3 separate regions of the Mus musculus genome follow, and regions 1 and 2 are each linked to region 3. A link is a contact called in public HiChIP or PLAC-seq data. All regions are on one chromosome and are shown on one strand. The core of a region is the stretch at or near the end of the contact, and the rest is flanking DNA. Distances in the headings are between cores, read along the strand shown.

The links. HiChIP or PLAC-seq counts read pairs in DNA pulled down with a chosen protein or histone mark.
Region 1: an HNF4G HiChIP or PLAC-seq map of pancreatic cancer cells shows a contact between it and region 3. The contact joins two enhancer-like sites. A contact is called at or near these places in 1 of 39 promoter capture datasets (embryonic stem cells), 13 of 484 Hi-C or Micro-C datasets (the C2C12 cell line, the HL-1 cell line, MC3T3-E1-derived osteoblasts and 9 more), 25 of 115 datasets of contacts at active chromatin or transcription factors (the HPC-7 cell line, acute myeloid leukemia, bone marrow-derived macrophages and 20 more) and 3 of 9 other capture datasets (adipose tissue, embryonic stem cells and liver).
Region 2: an HNF4G HiChIP or PLAC-seq map of pancreatic cancer cells shows a contact between it and region 3. The contact joins the promoter of Prrx2 here to the enhancer-like site in region 3. A contact is called at or near these places in 3 of 115 datasets of contacts at active chromatin or transcription factors (embryonic stem cells, microglia and pancreatic cancer cells) and 2 of 9 other capture datasets (adipose tissue and pancreatic islet).

Annotation. Positions count from the first base shown.
Region 1 is chr2:30,444,293-30,446,992 of GRCm38.p6, forward strand. Ptpa (protein phosphatase 2 protein activator) reads left to right here. Exons shown (of 10, transcript NM_138748.5): 10 at 2,085-2,700. The coding sequence ends at 2,162. Among named protein-coding and RNA genes, the nearest start is that of Ier5l, 29 kb to the right of the region's middle. Within about 2 kb of position 1,304, at least 133 of the 459 cell types and tissues checked have an H3K27ac peak or open chromatin away from gene starts, as enhancers often do. A contact at or near this core is called in the C2C12 cell line, the HL-1 cell line, adipose tissue and 12 more, where this site is marked.
Region 2 is chr2:30,843,957-30,846,656 of GRCm38.p6, forward strand. It overlaps Prrx2 (paired related homeobox 2), which reads left to right and starts at 1,411. Exons shown (of 4, transcript NM_009116.2): 1 at 1,411-1,725. The coding sequence starts at 1,479.
Region 3 is chr2:30,692,150-30,694,849 of GRCm38.p6, forward strand. No RefSeq gene overlaps it. Among named protein-coding and RNA genes, the nearest start is that of Gm14486, 15 kb to the left of the region's middle. Within about 2 kb of position 1,287, at least 344 of the 459 cell types and tissues checked have an H3K27ac peak or open chromatin away from gene starts, as enhancers often do. A contact at or near this core is called in the C2C12 cell line, the HL-1 cell line, adipose tissue and 14 more, where this site is marked.

The DNA.
Region 1 (2,700 bases), core at 54-2,553, 250 kb before region 3:
TAGTGCCCCGGCGTTCCCTTGGTCCTGTCTCCTCGGCCTTACTTCTGGTTTCTAGCAGGAAACACAGGGAAGACTGTCCTGCTGCTGGAATGTCAGCATGGAGGTATATGTCACCCCATGTCTCCAAACCTGGATTGATTCAGCCTTCTAAGAGGAAGGCCAGCTACCCTGCCCCCCACCCACCCCTGACCCTGTCCCCCTTTCAGAGGCAGAAGCTCTGCAGGCTGAGGGAGGAGCAGATAAGGTACAAGATGGTGGTGTTACAACACACAGGCCTTGGAAGCCACCACCTAAACCTTAAGTCCTAAATGCTAGGTGTCCCTGCAGTTATTGACTGACAGGATGTGTTGTGTGACTAAAGACTGGACAGGTGCATCTCACTGGGTGTATGCAGTAAGTGGGAGCTGACCCTCCCCTTGCCAGGATGGATTTGTAGGGTAATTCTGCAACTTGTTGACAGGCATGAGCATGAGGCTTTGTAGCACCTAGTTCTTTTTTGTTTTGTTTTTGGAGACAGGGTTTCTCTGTATAACCCTGGCTGTCCTGGAACTCACTTTGTAGACCAGGCTGTCCTCGAACTCAGAAATCTACCTGCTTCTGCCTCCGGAGTGCTGGGATTAAAGGCGTGCGCCACCACCTCTAGGTGGTATACCCAGTTCATACTGGTGCTCTTAAGCTCTAGTCCCTGGGAATAGGGCCCAGGAGAGGCCCAGTGCTCCATCCGCTGGGAAGACCCCTGAGCTGCCAATAGGGGTCTGCTCAGGCCTGGCATTAAGCAGCCTCAGGATATGCAATTAGCTGTCAAGTTCCCTGACCTGATTTTTTGAAGAGAAGTATCAGGGGCTTTCTGGGCCTTGTATGATGGGGCTATTTCTATAAGGAAGGCTATCACCGTATCTGGACTTATTTTCTCCAACTACCCAGCCTGGACTCTGCTGGGCCAGGAGGTGCCACGTTTCTAAAGCCCAGGTTCAGTTGCTGGGCAGAATTGCTGGGAGCAAAGCCCCCTTAGGTGCTTCAGCTGCCCTGGGGCCTTGGACTTCCTCCACCCCACACGCCCCCCCCAGCAGCTTCTTACCAACTTTGCTCCTGCTGGCCCTGTGGGCCCTTCCCCCACTTGCCTTTCTGGCTTTTCTTCTGGGAGAGCCTAAAGCAGGTTGACCTTTGACCCTTTCTGGAATTCAGGGGGGTGGGGGGGCCTTCCAAACTCCCACCGCTTCCTGATGACATAAGCACTGTGGCAGCTGCCTTGCCTCAGGCCTGGACATGCTGCTCCTCCCTCCCCCAGGACAGACTGCACCTCCTTCTTCATGCTTGCTTTGCTGAGGCCTAGCTCTAAGCTAGAGCTCAGTCTCTGTGGTCTACTTGCTCCTCTGTGTGCCCCTCCCACTTCTGAAGCTGCTGTCTGGGGTAAGGGAAGGTGAGCCACCAGGTTCGTCCTTTGACACAGCTAGAGCTAGGCTCTCACCTCAATAGCCTACAGGTCACCTCAATAGCCTACACCCCCGGCTTGTTTAGGAGGAGGCCAGGCCAGCCTCACATTCTGCCTGGAGCTACTGCCTGGGAGACAGAGCAAGCCAGTAACAGGCAAAGCTAGAGCCTGTGGGCCTGGGCTCAGGGAGCCACGAGCCACGAGCTCCATAGAGGCTGCTGCCAAGGTAGGGCAGGAGTGTCAGCCCACTCCTGTTGTCTCACTCTGAAGAGTCAAGATGTCTTTGAGGCCAAAGACTACAGAAAGTAGGCCCTAGCCTCTTCTCAGTTGTGTTCAGATGTCCCTATACTGCTAGGGTCAGGATTCGGGTGGGGGTGGGGGGACCTTTGTCATTTCTTATGGCTCATCCCTTCTGGGTCAAGTGATGTCTCTTAGCTGCCTGTCTTGGCTTCTGCTGAGTATGGGTGCCTTTGAGTGGGAGGTGGGGATGAGGTGAACGAGATCACCTTCCTCCTAGGCCGGGGGCTGCTCTCCAGCACAGGTGGATTCCCGTGGAGGTGGCTGCAGTTGGAAACCTCATGTTTGTCTGGGTTACTGGGGATGCAGGAGGCGAGACAGGCCTCACCTCCCTGGTTTTCCCCTCCTTTCTCAGTGCCTGGAGAAGTTCCCTGTGATCCAGCACTTCAAGTTCGGGAGCCTGCTGCCCATCCATCCCGTCACATCAGGCTAGGAGAGGCTGAACTACCAGAGCCACCCTGGCCAGGTTCCTGTGCTCTCTGTGACCCAGCACCCCTCCCGCCCACCTTCTGTTCTTTCTGTTTGATGAGAGGCTGTTTACTGAGATGGGTGCTAAGCAGGGCCTGAGTTGGGGGAATTGACCACAGTGTGCCCAGTTTTTGACTGTCCTCCGTCTGGTGGCCGAGTAAGAAGAGAGGGGCCTGGACGTGGTCCCCGGCCCTGCCCATCCCTGTGCTCCTGCTTCCTCCCACGGTCAGGCCCATGTGGAGGAGACAAGGACACCCTGCTCTTGTCATTGCTCCCCCTTTCCTCCCCATGATGTAATGGTTCCCTCATTAAGAGCAGGAGTTCCGTGCCTCCAGGGCCGGCTGGTGGGTTCCCCGCTAGCTGTGTTCCACTGGGTATCTGCTATGGAGCTGAAGGGTGAGGCTGTCATCAGCTGTTGGGAGGGCTGGGGTTGGGGGAGGTTGGTTTGTAGGGGCCATGGATGATGAGGCTGGTCTTCTCAAGGTACCATCCTAGGCCCTGGG
Region 2 (2,700 bases), core at 161-2,660, 150 kb after region 3:
CTTGCTGTAGGAGCCCTGGGATTACAGGTGCCACTGCGATTGGCCTTTACTTGTGACATTGTGTTCACACAGCAAGCATTTCTCCCTTGCCCTCATCTCCACTTCTTTACTCCTCTCAATAATTTATTCGGCAATCAAGGAAACTAGGGTCTCAGATACTTGCTCAAGGTCCAAGCACAGTCTTGATATTAACACAGGAGGCTGGAGCCCGAGCATTGATGTAGGACATCTCTGCTCATCGTGCTCTGAATGGTGACTACATGAGATGAAGGATACCACTGTGGCCACAGCGCTCCCCAGACCCTAATGCAACGTATATAGGCTCTGGACCTCACTTTGCGCAGTAAACAAGAGCTTGGACAGGCCAACTTCAGTCGTTCTCTGAGCACTAAAATGAGCTTTAGCTTTTCCTGGTCTGTCCTGCAAGGGAACAGGAGCTAGATCGTTTCTCAGACCCTTTGCAATATCCCTGTGTCCTTGGCAGAGACTCAGGGTACCCCGGGGTGGGTCAGAGTCTCCAGGGTGGGTCTCGAGACGGTTTCCTGCTGCCCGCCTCTGACACCCTGAAGACCTCCTTGTGTTCTCTTTGGTGCTATGACTTCATGTCTTTCTGGCAGTAGCAAGGGGAGTGAAAATAGTTTTGGGGTAAGACTTGGGGTATTTGGAGCCCTGAAGAGTCTCCGTTCTTCTCACCCGCTGGTTCTCTGGTCTTTCTTGAAAAAGTTACATAAAAGATAGACCTGGTTTGTCTTTCCCTCCGCTGTCATTCATCTATGATCCTTGCTGAGTCTCTTCCTTGTGCACCCCAGAAGCTCGCCCCTTCCTACTTGGTTGGTCCTTAGGAGAACCTATTCTGGGGACAGGCGCATAAGTGTCACCCACTGCAACATGAGAGAAAAGGCCCAGCCTCCATGCCCGAACCTTCCTTTCGGCATGGAGGGAGCGGGGTGGTCCTCGAAAACTTCTCCTTCTTTCCATCAGTGTGGGAACAATGAGGGACAATCTGGGAAGCGTTCAAGGCCGCTCCTGGCTCCGTAGCAAATTCGAGGCTAATCTGCAATATATGAGACCCTGTCTAAGAAGGAGTGGACTGGAGGGGACAGGATCTGTCAACTTTCTTGGGGTGCCCCACCCCCAATATGCAACAAACAGAGGCGGATTCCCCACCCATCACCTCCAGAGACTCTGGTTGAGATATTTAAAGACCCCTCCCCACGGGATTTGGGCACCCCCTAAACTGCTTCTGGGAGTCCGAGGACCCCGGCCTGGCCCCGCCTCCCGCCGGACGGCGCAGGACGCGGGGAGGGGAGCCAGGGGCGAGGTCCGCCCCGACAAGGGGCGTGTGGCCCGGGCCGCTGGCTAGTGAGCGGTCCGCCCGTAGGGGAGGGCAGAAAGTTCGGGTCCCCGACCGACTGACTTGAGATCCGGCACAGTGAGCAGCGGGAGGCGGCGGCGGCCGGCAGAGGCGCGGCCAGGGCATGGACAGCGCGGCCGCCGCCTTCGCCCTAGACCCGCCAGCGCCCGGCCCGGGGCCCCCGCCCGCACCCGGCGATTGCGCCCAGGCGCGCAAGAACTTCTCGGTGAGCCACCTCCTGGACCTGGAGGAGGTGGCGGCTGCTGGGCGCAGGGCTGCGGGGCCCGTTTCGGGGCCCGCCGAGGCGCGGGAGGGAGCGGCGCGCGAACCGTCCGGGGGCAGCAGCGGCAGCGAGGCGGCGCCGCAGGACGGTGAGTGTGCGGCGTGGGAACCGGGCAGGGGCGGCGGGACTCGGACTACAGCACTCCGGGTCCAGGGATCCCTTCCTTAAGTAACTCGGGCTGAGGAGTTCACTGGCTGCAGGATCCACTAGCTCTGGAACTTTTAGTTGGTGGAGTCTTTGGCTTGTGCGACTGTGACTGTGGGATCGGCGGATAATGGGACAACACACACACACACACACACAGAGAGAGAGAGAGAGAGAGAGAGAGAGAGAGAGCTAGCTCCAAGATCCCAGCTACAGAGACCATGGACTGCAGGACTAGTGGACTGTTGAACCCTGGCTGTGGGATCCCTGGGCTGTGGGGACACAGGGTTTGCGAGACTGTGGCTGTGGACCAGAGCAGCTAAAGGAACCCCCTAGCTGCAGGATCTCAGCTGTGGGCACTGGAGGACTGGATTGTTCACAGTGGGAGCCACAATCACAGAAACCACAGTCCAGTGGTGTGGTGAGAGGTGACCTGCTGTTGTTTCAAAAGTCCCTCCTTCAGGGGAGACCCTCTTTGAACCAGATCCACTTACAATCTTGAGGATGTGTGACTTGGGGAAAGCTGGCTTCCCTTGCACTCCATACCAGCCTACCCTCAGAAGCTGGTGCCTTTGCTGCTGGGGGAAACTGAGGCTGTGGAGAGGCCGAGCCACTAAGCCAAACTTAGTCTAGGACCTTCAAACTAAGACAAGTCTTCAGAGGGTTTGTGGGGTGGAGATATCTGCACAACCACGCCCACCAGTTTGGGGTGGAGGATCTCTCAGGACAGCTAGCTAGGCCTATTTCCCCAGCAGAGGTTAAAGGTCATCTGGAAGGGGCTTTAAAAACAACCAGTCCACCCAATACCACCACGCGCGCGCGCGCACACACACACACACACACACACACACACACACACACACACAAAGTCACACAGGATTATAAAGTCCTCAGCTCAGCTTTTCAAAGAAGAGGGAGT
Region 3 (2,700 bases), core at 37-2,536:
CCATTTTGATCTGAGGTTGGCCAGGGTGTTCCTGTGTTCCTGTACATAGTGGGGACTGGGGGATTCTGGGGTTGAGGGCTTTCTCTTGTTCCTCAACTGTCTCCGACTCTGGTTAGAAAGGCACCTCCGCCATCTGTCATCCCTCCCCCACTCCCTTCTCCGAGGCCCGGCTGTGACTGGGGGCTGGCGTGTCTGGTAAACAGGCGGCTGGCAGGTCCCCAGGGCCTGTGGGTGACAGGCCTGGTGCTGGCACCAACCCCAGGGCAGCATGCCGAGGAGGAGTGGAGATGAGTTCTGGGGACCAGGGAAGATTTCCTGCCATGTCTGAGAGAGTCGTGGCTGTGTCCTGTCCCTGGCTCTCCAGACCTCCGTGGCCGCTATGACTGTCCACCCCTTCTCCAACGCTTCAGCCCCAGCCTTCACATCTTCCCTCCAGCTGCCTTCAGAGAATTCAAGTCAATATCTGGTGTGAAAGGCTGTCGGGTTCTCTCTACCTGGGTGAGGCTAGGCAGCCAGCTCTGTGCCCTGGGGAGCCACACTCCACCACCAGAGAAACTGAGGCCAGAGGGCAGGTGGAAGTGGGGTGCTGAGAGCTCTTAGGACTCCACCCCCAACCCTTCGGTCAGCTCCCTGCAGTGAGGGGCCGGGTGCCTTCGCCTCGGTTGTCTTATCTGGGGAATGGGAGGGAGGTCAGGTCTGTAGGAAAGGGGTCCTGCCAGTCTTTCTCAGCTCCCTCACCTCCCCTGGGGGAGGATGAGGAGGGGCAGGAATCTGTCCAGGTCGGTTCCCGGCTCCCCCTCCTCCAACACGGCGCTGCCAGTTCCCTCCCCTCCTCTCTCCTGCCTTCTGGCTGCCAGCCCCTCCCCACACGGCCCCAGACCCCAGCTGCGGTGTCTTTACAGCTCTGACCAGCCGCTCAGCCTCTCCGACTCCTCCCTCCCTCCTTGCTTGCCTCCCTCCCTCCCTCCTCTCCACTTCTCTCCAACATCCTTCCTCCTCCCTCCATCCTCTCCTCCCTCCTCCCTCTCCTTCTCTCCATCCTCCCTCCATCCTCTCTCATCCCTCCCCCCTCCATTTTCTCTCATCCCTCCTCTCCCTCTCTCCATCCTCCCTCCAACTCCCTCCTCCCCTCCCTCCCTCTTTCTCTCTTTCTCTCCCTCCCTCCCTCCCTCTCTCTCTCTCTCCCGGGGAAGAAAGGTCACGGTGCAGCTGATTACTCAGAGCTCAGTTGCTGTAGCAACCGGCGGGGGAAGTGGGACAGGCTGGCTTTGAGGACGCGCGAGGTCGGCCGCGGGCGGCTGGAGCCGGCGCGGGCCCCGGTGCGCGGGAGGCCGCCTGCAGCCCGGTTCTGCGCGCTGCGGCCCGGCTCCGGGTTGCGGTTTTAATGAGGAGCCCGCGCCCCTCCCGGGACTGCTAGGAGAGAGTTTCTGCTCCTAGTCTCGGTTCCCCCGGCTCGGTGTAGGTATCCGCCCTCCGCCTGGGTTCTGCCAGCGCCTCCTTTCTTCTCTCCCAGCCGCGTGAGAGCAGCTGCCTCCCCCTGCGTGCGCCCACCCACCCCACACCAGCTTTAGCCAGGTGTCCAAGGAGACCCCAACACCCTGTCCATCCCCCTCAGCCTTTGTTATTACCAGGGAGACCCAGCAGGAGACAGGTGCACAGGGGCTGGCTTAAAGACCCACCGTGAGCGAGCCTGAACCTCTCTCTAAGCCCTGAGAGCCTAGAAGACTCGGCTGGATTGCTGGAGAAAGCCAGACCCCTGCTGTCCTTGGCTCCTCTCCAGCTAGCAGCCAGATGAGCAAGGTTAGAAGAGACTGGGTTAGCAGGGGTCCAGCCTTGACAGGAAGGGAAGAGGATCCAATCCCCAGCCTGTCACCTCCACCTCCACCACATACACACACACACACACACACACACACACAGCCTGGGGAAGTGACCAGGCCACTTTAGGAACCGGTTGACATCTTTTTCAAATGTTAAACTATGGCTGGGAGGTGTATTGTCAGAGGTAGAGCATTTGCCTAGAATTAGAGGGAGCCCTGGGTTCAAATCCAGCATCACACCTAAAAATTAGAATACACAGTTATTTACCCCAATCATTCCACTCCTAGGTAAGTGTGTCAGAGATAGGAAAACCAATGTCCGTACAAAGAAGGGTCATGGATGCTCAGGGCGCCACTATTGATACAACACAAATCCCGGAAGCAGCCCAAGGTGTGCCCACCACTCCAGAAGCTGCGGAGCATGAGAGAGCATAGCCTGCTTGCTCAGATTTCTCCAACACTCTAGAAAATGCTACCTGATCTATGAAAGCAGAGTGCAGTTCTGAGGGTGCTGGGGGCCTGAGAAGGACTACAGAGGGGCTCGGGAATCCCACTGGGCCAGGCTGATTGCTTCCTGGGTGAACAAAGGAAAATAGAGGTTCCAGCCGCACAGGTCCCTACTTGTACAGTCACACAGGGAAGAGAGGCCCTAGCACGTGCAAAGGTCCAGTGGCCAGGGTGGGATCAGTGAGGGGAACATTGCAGGATATCCTGTGGCCCCTGTATGACTCTAGCACCCTTGAGTATGGTTTGCCTGAGTTTGTGCTACCCTGCTCTCAGGGATGCTGCTTGCTGGTCCTGGGCCTCCGAGTCTTACCTGGTAAATGTGTGCATTTAATTCTGGTTCTTCAGTTCGATTCCACTGATCAACCTGTCTGTT